Regions from separate parts of the Mus musculus genome. Here regions 2 and 3 are each linked to region 1. A link is a contact called in public Hi-C and HiCAR-type data. All regions are on one chromosome and are shown on one strand. The core of a region is the stretch at or near the end of the contact, and the rest is flanking DNA. Distances in the headings are between cores, read along the strand shown. Region 1 holds the start of Wdyhv1 (WDYHV motif containing 1). Region 2 holds the start of Col14a1 (collagen, type XIV, alpha 1). Region 3 overlaps Sntb1 (syntrophin, basic 1).

Region 1 (4,254 bases), core at 701-3,200:
CTCTGGAAGAGCAGGCAGTGCCCTTAACTGCTAAGCCATCTCTCCAGCCCTATACTTGTGACTTTAAGGGTGGACCATGGTGTGTGTGGGTAGGTGAGTAGGGCTGGATGTTGTGTGAGGCAGATGAGGGCGAGTCTGAGAAGCAGCAGGGCTGATTCTCATAGCACCTGGGGCAAAAGTGCTATGGAGGGAGGAAAGAGGATAGAAGGTGTACTGGCTGGTTTTGTGTGTCAACTGGACACAGGCTGGAGTTATCACAGAGAAAGGAGCCTCGGTTGAGGAAATGCCTCCGTGAGATCCAGCTGTAAGGTGTTTTCTCAATTAGTGATCCAGGGCAGAAGAGGGCCCATTGTGAGTGATGCCATCCCTGGGCTGGTAGTCTTGGATTCTATAAGAAAGCAAGCTGAGCAAGGCAGGGGAAGCGAGCCAGTAAGTAACATCCCTCCATGGCCTCTGCATCAGCTCCTGCTTCCTGACTTCCTTTGGTGATGAACAGGAATGTGAAAGTGTAAGCTGAATAAACCCTTTCCTCCCCAACTTGCTTTTCCTTGCTTCTCGGTCATGATGTTTGTGCAGGAATAGAAACCCTGATTAAGACAGAAGGCCATTGCTGTCCACACACAACTGCAAGCAGGCTTCCCCAAGTTCTGGTGTCTGTCCAGAGCTGACTCCACTGGAGGGCAGGATGATCACACAACTAGCTCTGGTCCCTTCTAGAAACTGCAGGGATCCTCTTTCCCTTGCAATCTCTTTCCATCCTTCTACTGAGAAAGCTTAACTTCACACTCACTTTGTACTAACCAAGAGAGGCTTCATGACTGCCACTCCCTGCCTCCCAGCCTCTGTTGAAGGGAGTATTCAAGCTGAAACAATAAATTGGTAACAGACACAAACACATGTTTAGTTTGTAGGATTTATGGGTTTTGGACAGCAGCTGAAGTTCACCAGAATACCACCAGCACAGCACTTTATGGGGTTGGGGTCTCAGAAGGCTGAGAGTCTGTGGGTGGCCTATAATCTAATCTTAAGAAGTCCAGCGTTTGCAGGGAGGTTCTCTGAGCACTTAAGGCACACACAGGAGACTGGGATGTCTATAGAGACAGTTCTCTATGTCTTTAATTCACTATGCATAAACACTGTTTTAGCAATTTGGTGTCTTCTCTTTTGAAAATAAATATGATTAACACAAAATGCTATCCAGACTCTTTAAATCTTTTTTTTTTTAAAAGAAAAATTCTTTTGTAGTCTAGGATCACCTTGCATTAGAAGCAATCCTCCTGCTTCAGTCTCCTGCATGCAAGGACTTTAGGTGTCTGTCACCACACCTGGTTAAAACTTTTTTTCTTTAAAATACACACACACACACGGAGAGGGAGAGAGATCCAGATGAGAAGAAATTAAATTACAATATGGTGAGATCTGGGTGCACTGCACTAACACCCCCCCCCCCCCCCCCCGTTCGCCTTTCTTTCTCAGTTCCTGCTCTAAAGGTTCAGCTTTCGTGCGTGCCCAAGCATCTCTTAGTTTAGAGTTTCTTCTGGTTTCACACAGCGGGCAACCTTAGCTGGAGTTTTAAGTGTATCCGGAAGCTCATATCTAAACACTGGCAACAACACAAGCAATCCCTCCATGGGAGGGCGACTAGGTCTACGCAGCGTAGCTCAAGAACAGGTTCGGTTTGGGGTCCGGGTGGTGGGGGGGGCGGGGCGAGAGGGAAGCCTCTAAGTGCATCCCGCTCTGCCACAGGCTCCACCCACCACGCAAAACCTGGCAAGAACTACACAGTTCAAGTCATCCTAAGATTCGCATTCCCAGCCCCCTCTCCACCAGCCTCGCCCCACCCCCACCCCCCTCAGATCCCACTCATTCTCTCAGGCCCCGCCCACCCGGAACCACGCAGGCTTCGTCATCCCGGGCTCCGCCCTCACGCTGCACGGGGCCCCGCCCACCCGGCTCTCGGCTCTCCCACCCGGAAACTGTCCTGGCCGCCTACTCTGTTGTCCTCTCCTCCTGGGAGACTGGCGACAATTGCGGCCAGCGGGTTGTTTAGTTGACCTGTGAGCCACAGCTTCGGGTCATGGAGGGGGACGGCCCCGCCGCCACGGCCCCGCAGTACCAGCCGGTCTGTCCTACGCGGGACGCATGTGTCTACAACAGCTGCTATTGGTGAGAGAGCGCGGGCGCGGACCCCGGGAATCTGCGCGGTTTCGCGCGCCGCCACCAATGCGCCCCTCTCCTGGATGCTCCCCTGAGTGCTGCTGCTGGCCTACACTGCCCGGGTTTAGCGCCGGGATGAGGAGGGTGGGGAACGCATTTCTGGTCTCCTTAGCTGAGCCTGAGCAGTGGGGTGAAGTCGGGGCGTCTTAGTGCATAGGGACAAGGGAGGGAGGGGAGTTAGGCTGGAGACCCAATGGTAACTGTTGAAGTCTGCATTGATTCAGGTTGAAGTATACGTCTTTATAATTTTAAAGACAATGGAGACACAGAATTTGTGGTAGTAGGAAATCCAGTTCAGGCAACTGGCTACCCTGATTACCTTACTGGCATTACCTTACTGGCCATATGATAATGGTTGCATTTGCACCATCCTTGCCATATGCTAGGCATTGTTTTGCGTGCATGGTGTAAATTAACTCAGTTGAACCTCACAGTAATCCCAAGAGGTAGGTACTGGTGTGATTGCAGCTTGGAAGAACTCTGAGGTACTGAAGGGTGTGCTGCTGTTTTACACAAGGCCCCGGGATTGTGAGGTTAGTGTCCTAGGCTGCTTGTGCAAACACCGTTCACCTTGCCTTTTTTGTCCCTAGGCCTCATCTTCCTTTTGTGTAGGGACTGCTATCCCAACTCAGGAGAAACCTCAGGATCATTTAAATAGACTCCTCTCAACTCTAGCTGGTCACTCAAACAAGGACTCTAAGAACTTAGCATTCAGCTGTGACTGACCAGTGACCACTTTAGCTCAAGTCCAAGTGCTTGCCCTGGTTCTCAATCTTCCAGGGCTGTGACCCTTTAATACAGATCTTCTTGTTGTGGTGACCCACAGCTGTAAAAACTTCGTTGCTATTTCACAACTAATTTTGCTACTGTTAAGAATCGTAGTGTAAATATCTGATATTCAACGCCATGACCCACAGATTGAGAACAGGGGGTGGTAGAGCGATGTCTTGGAGACAGGTTCTGTGGTAATTATTGACACTACAAAGGCTGAACTATAGAATGGTTGTGGTTTGTCCCAGACCACACAACTAAGTGGAATGAGATCTGGAGTCTACATGGTGGTTGGGAGTCCTTCTTTTTTAGCTGTTGCATTATAGATCTGCTCCGCCTGGTTTCCAAATCCTGCTAGTTTTTATCTGGAACATTTACTCTGTGTCTTCCATTTATTTAGTAAATATTTCGTAGGGATGTGAAATGTATGTTGGTTGATTCTATGCACAGAGGATAGAGCAGTAAACAAGGTAGATAAATTTCCTGGCAGTGCCAAGGACTGGCCTCAGCTGGGACCGGGTTTCTGAAAGAAGGGGTGTTTGGGAGCAGTGAAAACTACTTGAAGTCAAATTGTTGGTCCATGCTGGTGGTCTATGTTCCGCTGATGTGGCTTTCTAGACTGCTCTCTCTGTGTCTGCTTGAGACAGCTTTTTCTTGCTATTCTGAAAACTTTTTGGTTGAAACAGCTAGCTTTCTGCTCAAGACAGCTCTCTCTGCTATTAAAAGTTCTAAAAGCTCTTTGGATAGCTCATGGGTTTGCTGACCAAGTCAGAAATCCTGTTAGAAATACTCAAAAAGTAATTCTTGGGTTTTCTGATCAAAATCAGAAAGCCAGAAAAAAAATTCTAAAAGAGCTGTGTTCACTCTTCTGCCAGCTTTTTCTGTTTAGCTGCTAGGAGACATGCTAACAGAGCTGTGTCAGTAAATCTTATTAGAGAAAATTCTAAAAGAGCTAAGAAAAGATCTGAAAGAGCTGTGGTCGCCCTCCTTACATTGTCCCACCATGTTCCAAATCCTGTTAGAAAAAAATTCTTAGCCGGGCTTGGTGGCGCACGCCTTTGATCCCTGCACTTGGGAGGCAGAGGCAGGCGGATTTCTGAGTTCAAGGCCAGCCTGGTCTACAGAGTTCCAGGACAGCCAGGGCTACTGAGAGAAACCCTGGGAGGGTGTGGGGGAGGGCGGGAAGAAAGAAAGAAAAAAGAAAATTCTTGAAGAGCTGTTCTCAACCTCCAGGTTCCCCTTTGATTATCCTATGAATCCTGTGAC
Region 2 (4,254 bases), core at 921-3,420, 2.8 Mb before region 1:
AAACCACACCAAAAAGATAGCCACTGAAGGAACACTGAGTAGACACATTTGAAAGAGCTGGAAGGTCATTCCCAACCACAACGGACTGAAACACGGATTGAAAACAGCCCTTCTGTTTCAGCATTAACTTGAAGTTGATGTCAATGGAAAGGAATAGGCAATAATTCAAACGTTAAAGCCAAGCCTACGGGTACTATTCTGTAATTCCAGCTCTTGGATGCTGAACAATTGTAGAGAGTTTGTTGCCAGCATGGGCTGCTGAGTGATATTCTGTCTCAAAAAGTCAAAACCAACGAAACCCCCAAAGGAACAAACACAATTCAAAAGTTAAAGACAATGAAGGAAAGGCTAGTTACAATAAAAAATATGACTTTTATAATACAAACTGTAAAAGTGTGTGTGCGTGAGTGCGCATTCCTGTGTAAGCCAGAGGTTAATGCCGAGTTAATTCTCCATTTGAGTTTTTGAGATCAAGTCTCTCACTGAACCTGGAACTCAATAATAAGGCTAGAATGGCTGGCCAGGAGTCCTCCTGTCAACCCCGTCTAAAAGTCTAATAAAACTTTCTGCATACTTGTTTATACATGTATTTCTTATTTTATGATCATCAGAGAGTCTTCCATTTTTGGATTTTCATAATTAAATAATGCACTACCTCTCCCATATCATATCTAACTCCTAACTACCTCCCCCAAGGGATTTAGAACGGTGTTTACAGTGGTCACCAGCACCTTGGTACATTATTAAAAGGGGATAATAATAGACATTTGAGGAGTAAAACATTGGAAAGGACATATATCCAAGGAACAAATACTCCTTGAATTCAGGCTCCTACTTGCCAGAAAAGTCTGTTTCAGTTCGCCAAGCCGACGCAGGCGGCAGGTGGCGCTCTCACCCTGGCAGTCCCGCGTGCGGGTTTTTAGTCTTTGCGTTCGACTACCGAGGGACCCGGGCGAATAGCGCACATTAATGAAGCACAGAAGGATCTTCAAGCTGCAAAGCAGCCTTCTTTCTCTGTGGCGGAGTTGAAGCCAAGACTGATCCCGACTCGGGGTCTCAGGGAGGAGGCTATAGCGATCCTTTTCACTTTAAGGCGAAGTTCAGAAACTACGCAGAGAGGCCACTTGGAGAACATTTGGAGTGAAGTACGCAAATTTGAAGAAAGCCTAAGCTTGGAAGGTTCGAGGTCTCGGGAATCACCTTGAATGGTGTAGCGCATCCCTTCCTGTGCTCTCAGAAGGGCATTTTGGAGGCAGGTTCGGGAACGTATGAGAGTACCTCTCACTGATTCTCTACCGCCTGCTCTTGGAACTGATCAAAATCACAGTCATTTTGGTCTTTTCTCACAAATGGTCGGCGTGTATGCAACTCCCGCTCTCCATTTGAGCCGATGACAACTTCTGGTGTGACACTGGACGCCTGGGCATTTGCTAACCTGACACAAAATGGGAAGATGACCTTTTAAAAAGCGCCCAGAGGACAAGAACTCAGATCCAGTCCCCAGCCACCAAGAGCTCTGAGCATCTCTAGCCATTCCAGAACAGGACTTCTCAAAGGGCGTGGCCCGCACAGACCAGAGTCCCCAGAGTTTTATAGACGATGGGTCCTTCGGATTCGCTCAAACCTACTGACTGTAATCTCTGAGCATGGGGAAAGGAGATCTGCTGGTCCAACAGCATAAAACTGTCCATATTTTGTTTCTACGACCAAGAAAACCCTCCAATTTAGCATTCTTCCAGTCGATTCCCGTTGAATAAATGTCTACCCTTGGCGACTGTGCTGGTCCCTAGGACTTGAAGAGCAAGGGAGAGGGGACCCACTGTGGGAAGGCAAAACTCATCTTTGGGGATGGAGCCTGGACGAGTGCTGGAGATTTCCCAGTGACTCGGGGGTTCTGATGGGGGGGGGGGGAGCACAGGGCACTGCTTTAGTTGTGGGGGTGGGGAGGACCCAGGGGCTCCTCAATTGCGTTCTATACCCGGCTGCCACGCGCACCTGGGTCGGCTGCCAGTCCTTGGGCTGAACTTGGGAGGAGTGGGGCGGGCTCCTCTGCAACTCGAGCGGGGCGGGGATGCTAGAGAGGAGGAGGGAAAGTGGGGGTCTGTCTCCCCACTTCCCGCCCCCCGCCACCACCTTTGGCTTTATAATTGGCTCGCGCAGCGGTTTCTTTCCTCTTATCTGATCCTGGGTGAGAGGCGAGGGGAAGGAAGCTCTGTAGGGCAGGAGGCGACGGGAGAGGGACAAGGAGAGGACAGAGTGAACGACAGGAAAGAGAAGTTAATTGAGAAAGGGTACTCTGAGGGAAGGCGAGCCAGGGCAGTGGTTCGCTAAGAACCAGTCGGCGGCTAATCTTCCCTAGGCGCCAAGAGGTCCCCAACCTGGGCTGGAACGTTGCCCTGCACAGGTCAGTTCGTCTTTCCCTACTGTTTTCCCGCTCGGCTTTGCATAATTCATAGGTGAAGAAAGAGCCCCAGTGAGAGCCACCTGCAGACGGATGCGATTGCCAGGACCAACCACTGCAAGTGTGCCCGCGGGGTGGCCGGAGACCTTAGGGGTGAGCTAGGAGACCGTGCACCCAGATAGATGCTTGTCTGGGGACCACAGGGCAGAGAGATTGCAACGCGCCTAGTGACCGACGGGTGTGTGGACAGCAAAGGAGCCCTCCGTTTCTCTCTGAGGATCCCTCCCTCCCATGGTGTCTGTGTGCGGTGGGCGCCGGGCTGGAATTGGCTGCATTTGGCAGCTCTGTAGTGGTGGCTCCAGCAAGTTCAATTGGTAAAGGCTTAGGGAGTCTTTTGGAAGCACCGTGTACGCACAGAGCACAACGCTGTTTAGATTCTATTTGGCAGTGGATCGGGAGACCAGTCCTTGGAGAACACGCATCCAAGCATTCACTGGACTGTTGCTGCACGTCGGGGCAGCTGTGGACCAGGCTCTGCACGGAAAGGGGGGTAGCCAGTGAGAGTTCATAGACAGTAGAATGATACCAAGCTCCCAGTGTTGCTGCTTTGAGGGGAACCACCAAGCTAAGCTGCTGCAGGAACCTTCTTCACTTTTTTTTCCTTTTATTTTTGCGAACTCCTCTTGCGTTCCGCTTGTGGGCATCCGGAGCATCTGCAGAAGTTGGGCTTTAGCATGCAGTATGCACAGTCTGGAGCAGGGCTAGGTTAGGTTAGGTTAGAGGAGCCCCGTGATTCTTTCGAGTAAGTAACCTTAGTTACCCGCCACGGTTTGGAGTCATTATGCAAACTTGGTGCTGAGTTCTTGGGTGCTCAGTGGGTAGCTAGTCTTGTGCTCAGGGTTGCTTAGGCAAGGTCTAGGAGAGCTGTTAACTTGCCCTGAAGAGCACCTCTGAAGATGCTCACGTGCAGTTCTCAGAGTGGTATGAATCCCTCTCCCACTTCCCTCCCCCGCTTCCAACTCCCCAACCCCGCCAACTGCTGGAACATGACTTCTAGATCTGACTGGAGTTCCAAGAAAGAAAGATCTATTTATTTAGGCAGGGTGGTATGTAGCTCAGGCTGGTCTAAAAGTTTTCTTCAGAACAGAGGGAGGAGACCTTGGGCTCACATTCCTCCCGTCTCCACCTCCCAAGTGCAGGATTGCAGGTGTGTGCGCGCGCCACTGCCTGGCTTTGACTCTGCTGGAAGCCTTGCAGAGTTGTTTGCTGGTAGCAAGTGTTAAAGTGGAGCACTAGCAGTAGGAAGAGAAATAGGAGGAAGACCTCTGTGACACCACGGTTAGGAGAAAATGAGATTTCTCAATCTTCAGTTACTGGAGGTCCTGGCCTCAGCTTCTACCAAAGGACCAAAGGCACTTCTTTATAGGATGGAGTAGCAAGCAGGCTCAGGGTGGCTGCACTAAAGAGATTGGGTGTTCTGTTGCTGAAGAGGGACTCCACCTCTATAGGTAGCCTCACTATTACATTAGAAATGGGTGGGTGGGTGAATGGAGGGTCGGACAGATGGAATTTAGATCTGATGTTAAGAGAATAACACGGAGGGGGTTTTGTTGCACCTGGACCCAATGCCAGATTTTCTAATACAGTTCTTTGATGGTTTGATTTGGTTGGTTTGTTTGTTTTGTTATTTATTTTGTTGTGACAGGTTGTGCCATGACTGGCCTGGAACTCATCAGGTAGCCCCCGCTGGCTAGGAACTCTAGGACCCTCTTGCCTTCGTTCCCTCAGTGCTGGCATTACAGGCATAGGCCACCATGCCTGGTTCCTTGTTTGTGTTGTAAACAGTCTACTTG
Region 3 (4,254 bases), core at 599-3,098, 2.3 Mb before region 1:
AAACACCAGATAAAAATTAATATTAGTTGAAGATGGACACATGCAGACTGGAGGAACTGCAGAGCTGGGTTAGCAAAGTATCTAGGAAACAGTGGCGGGAAGGATGAAAAAAAAAAATCCCAGAGAGTCAGTGGGGGACCACTGAGGCCTGGAAGTGAGGAGCACAGCGCATAGAAGAAGCTGCAGCAATGCAATTAGGAGGAAATGAAGAGCAAGGTGTAATGGGAGTTAGGCTATGTAGCACCAACTATTGGCTTGCATGAGTAGCCCTGCTAATGCTTGGACCCTTTCTAACTTCAGCTGCATTGAGGGTAGGCAATTCCTTCAAGTGTCAAGAGCTCACCTGTGGACTCTCAGCTTCACTGAGTCAGACAATCATGGAGAAAACCATGGGAGGCTGGGAAGGTAAAGAAGAAGCTAGGGTGAAGTGAGATATTACTGGCTATCCTTCAGCCTTCAAACCAGTTAGAGGGTGTCGTTACTCTAGCTGTATCCTGAACAGTTGTATTCCTCAGTCGCAGTCATCCAAAGTGGCAACCAGCTCATGACTACATCCTTCCTACTTTGACTAGGGATCCCTGTGTCAATCTTCTGCTTCTTGAGCTGAAGTCCTGCATAAACCACCTGCACCTTAATCCTCTTCTCACTCCACGTTAACTCCACCTTTTGAGAAGCCCTCAGTGGGGAAACCATCAAAGGAAGTCAGTTTGTGGCAGCAATAGTCACAGCCGAGGAAGAGAGGACACTCTGGTGGGAAGGTTCTACAACATTCAATACTTTAGAGCCCTGAATGGCTGAAAGGAAACCTAAAACACCATTCCCTTGTCCTAAGGCAGCTACTTCATTATCTCACACAGCAGGGTCTCTCTAAAATGTGACCTTAAGCTAATCCTCACTATTACTAAGCCAATATCTTCCAACACCGATAGTAAGTTAGATCACTGGTCCTAATAGTATAAAAAAATCTATCACTATATTATAGGTAAAGACTCTGCATATACAGGAGAACATAGTAGTCTTTTTCTTTCTGAGATTAGGCAACCCTACATAGTATTATGTATTTGAATTCCATTTATTTTCATGTGGATTTACTGGTTTTGTTTTTCTTTAAAGTTTAATAATATTTCATTTTTCTATATGCCAGATTTTCATTATCTATTTATCTACTAATAGATCCTTGCTGTAGTAATAAAGTAGCAATAAGCATGAAATGCAAATATCTCTATGATAGGTTACTGAACTGCCTGGGTGCATGCCCAGAAGACACACACACACACACACACACACACACACGCACACGCACACGTACACAGTGTATGTTATATAATGTCTAGAAGGGAAAACAAGGCAGGGTAACAGAGGGTGATGGAGAAGGTTGGGCACAGGATTCATGAAAGTGTGTATAATTGTTTTTGTAACTTCAATTCTTTCATGTTTTTTTTTCCTGGTAACTGTAACTGATAGTGAAAGTGTTAAGCCCGAAGAGAAAGAAGAGTAGGAAGGGTATAGTAATGAGCTGGTGTGGAGACACCTTCAGAATGCTATTGCTAACTAGAGAAGTTTATTGAGATATACAAAGTCTGAGACCAGGAGGGGATTTGAGTGTCTACATTAACTTAACCTTGGGTTGTTTTTATTTGTGAGTTCCTTACAATAAGGTAACTGTTATATTTTAAAAAGAAGAAAACTAAAGGAGTTAAGGAGCTATAAATGCTGACTGTAGTACATTCCCATCCATCTGTTCTGCCTGAGATGAGAGGGAAGTTTGAGAGTTCAGTACTCACTATCTTGTGCTCTCTACCCCTCCCTCCCAACTCACTAAGGGCTGTGGGTTTCCCCCATGTACATAACAGGAAGTATTGCCTCTGTCTACTAGTGTTGTAGAAGCAAACATCACGCAGAGCATTATGTAAGGACTGTTTTCACATAGCCTCAAAAAGTCAATTCTGAATATATTCCTAAGACATCAACTGTCACTTAAAAACACGATACTAGCTTAGTGGTCAGTGGTTATCATCTATAGCTTGGTAGACTTTCTAAGAGGTATTGTTGACCATGGAGTGGAAATTTTTTCTGGGTCAGAGATCTATTTGTTGTTACAAAAAGGCAAGCACTATCTGCTCCAGGCACACTATGGTAAAACTATGCTTCATGAATTAAGCTTGTCTTTCAATTACATATAATTTTAAAATATCTATTTCCCCAACTATTCAAAGAGCTAAATTAATTTATAAATGTATTTCAAGAATATTAAAGATAATGTAAGTATTTTGAAATAGGCTCTCTTCAGATAATTGTCAAAAGGAAAATCGGCAGAAGGAAAGCAATTGTATCAGAGCTTGTTTTTTCCGGTGTACATAAGCAAAAACATGAGTTTTCAAAGGAATTAGAGCCATTATCTGGAGAGTTTCTGTCAGTGGTGCGGGATGAAAGCCATTAAAGATCCACAATGTAGGAGAGCATGTAGCTGATTGTAATCGACAATGAACTTGCAGTTGGGGTTTGAAGAGGCACATTCTGGCACTGGGGAAGAAGCTTGGCAATTAGAAAGTCATAACAATCTGAAACTGGAAGGCTGGCAGACCCACAGCCCGGCGTTACCCATGCTAATGGTCTAATAGTCAAGCTGTAGTGGCCCTCTTCAGCTTAAATAACATTTGCCAGTCTTCCCAGTCAACGCTTTTTCTCTTTTTATTAGGCATTATACTGCAGGAGTTGTACCAAGCCTGCTGTGAGCCATAGATTGAGAGGCATCGAGGTTCTCCTGGAGAGTGGCATGGGAGAGAACAGAAATCCCACTCAGTAAACATTTACCTGCTGGTCAGCACAGCATGGATGAATACTATGTGGCCTGTGGGTCAAAGTCAGCCTCCTCTCGTTATATTAGATACAATAAACTTAAAGTGTGCTAAAATCTGTGGGGACAAGTGCCAGGCAGGCTGACAGTCACGACTTCTTTTCTTTTCTATGGAGTCCAAGGGCTATGCTGATGGAGAGTAAGAACATCTGATCCACACAAGAGGCAGGCAAGGAGTGTGAGGGACAAGCAAGCAGATGCTGTGCAATTTATGGCCTGCCCTTTACCTGAAAGATGACTGTGAGCAAGTTATTGTACTGTCCAGTTTCTAGCGTTAAAATCATGATCATCATGGCAACTGCACACAGAGATGATGTGATTGCCAAGCTGTGATTATATACATGCAGGGGCCTGGGTGGCAGCAGTGTGCAGTAACGCTGGTCGCTACTTTCAGAGAACAGGAGAGTGTCTGTCAGGTACATTTCCCTGCTGTATACCAAGTACTGCAACAAGAGTGGCTGGGTTGCAGAAGGCCCTAATGACTACTAGGGTCCAAATTCAGGAAAGAGCAGGTGTTTCCACCATTCTGGAGTCAAATTCACTGAATGCTCAACACTGAGATGAGTCATAACCCCTCATTATTCTTGGTTTGCAGATCATCAAGCCAGTGAATGGTCAGCCTACTCTGTGTGAGTTTGACTCCATCCAGGGTTGATGCTTTTTCTGCCATATCACCTGACCACAGAGAAGCTATGATAGAGTAGAGCCTTAAGTCCTAGGACAAATCTTTCTGAACATTACAATGGGATGATTACCAGAGAGATTTCTGCCCAATCTTACTTGTCGGATGCCTTTGTGAATTAATTCGTTAAATAAAATTAAATTTACAAATGATTCCCAACATGATGGATAGATTTGTTTTTTTAAATTTTATTTGTATTCGAGGTATTGAATGACAAGTACGTACAGTTGTTTAGAAGGAACCTGAAAGAAATTAGAAATTGTGGCTGGATGGGTCTAGATGGGGAGTGGGTCACAAAGAGATAAGTAGGTTAACACTGAGACCTGGAGCTTGTGAATGATGTATCCTATGCATGCATTAGTAACTTAAGGCTGATTTTAGATCATTTATATGTAGCTATAATCATAGTTAATATCACCCAGAACTAGGCTTAAGAAAGAGCCTGAAATGAAAAGTTCACTGTTTCCTGAGTAAGCTGACAGAGCAGAACAGAGGCCATGCCCAGTTTATCATCAGCACTCAGAACAAATGCACCATGGCAACTGGGAATATGCATCTAAGGCAAAGCCTGCTTTGCTGTATTCATTCTTCCCACCAACATAGTTTTGTACAGAGCCTGAATATCCTAACTTCTTCTCCTGTAACACCATGAAATCAGGTCAAAGGGCAGACACAGAGACTACGAAAGCAGCCTTCTGAACATGTAACAAACATC

Evidence for each region. A called contact is a pair of places that touch in the nucleus more often than the background predicts. HiCAR-type assays count read pairs that join an accessible place to other places.
Region 2: a HiCAR-type map of astrocytes shows a contact between it and region 1, with 6 times the contacts expected there. The contact joins the promoter of Col14a1 here to the promoter of Wdyhv1 in region 1. A contact is called at or near these places in 4 of 39 promoter capture datasets (embryonic stem cells, hippocampal neurons, liver and 1 more) and 1 of 115 datasets of contacts at active chromatin or transcription factors (astrocytes).
Region 3: a Hi-C map of B cells shows a contact between it and region 1, with 6 read pairs. The contact joins the enhancer-like site here to the promoter of Wdyhv1 in region 1. A contact is called at or near these places in 3 of 39 promoter capture datasets (hippocampal neurons, liver and pre-B cells), 1 of 484 Hi-C or Micro-C datasets (B cells) and 1 of 9 other capture datasets (liver).

What each region holds. Positions count from the first base shown.
Region 1 is chr15:58,139,416-58,143,669 of GRCm38.p6, forward strand. Wdyhv1 (WDYHV motif containing 1) reads left to right here and starts at 1,951. Exons shown (of 6, transcript NM_029734.2): 1 at 1,951-2,166. The coding sequence starts at 2,078. It overlaps Gm23475 (a small nuclear RNA gene), which reads right to left and starts at 3,854; the gene lies at 3,793-3,854.
Region 2 is chr15:55,305,581-55,309,834 of GRCm38.p6, forward strand. It overlaps Col14a1 (collagen, type XIV, alpha 1), which reads left to right and starts at 2,171. Exons shown (of 48, transcript NM_181277.4): 1 at 2,171-2,404.
Region 3 is chr15:55,827,318-55,831,571 of GRCm38.p6, forward strand. The region is part of intron 1 of Sntb1 (syntrophin, basic 1); the gene reads right to left. Among named protein-coding and RNA genes, the nearest start is that of Sntb1, 78 kb to the right of the region's middle. Within about 2 kb of position 1,849, at least 83 of the 459 cell types and tissues checked have an H3K27ac peak or open chromatin away from gene starts, as enhancers often do. A contact at or near this core is called in B cells and liver, where this site is marked.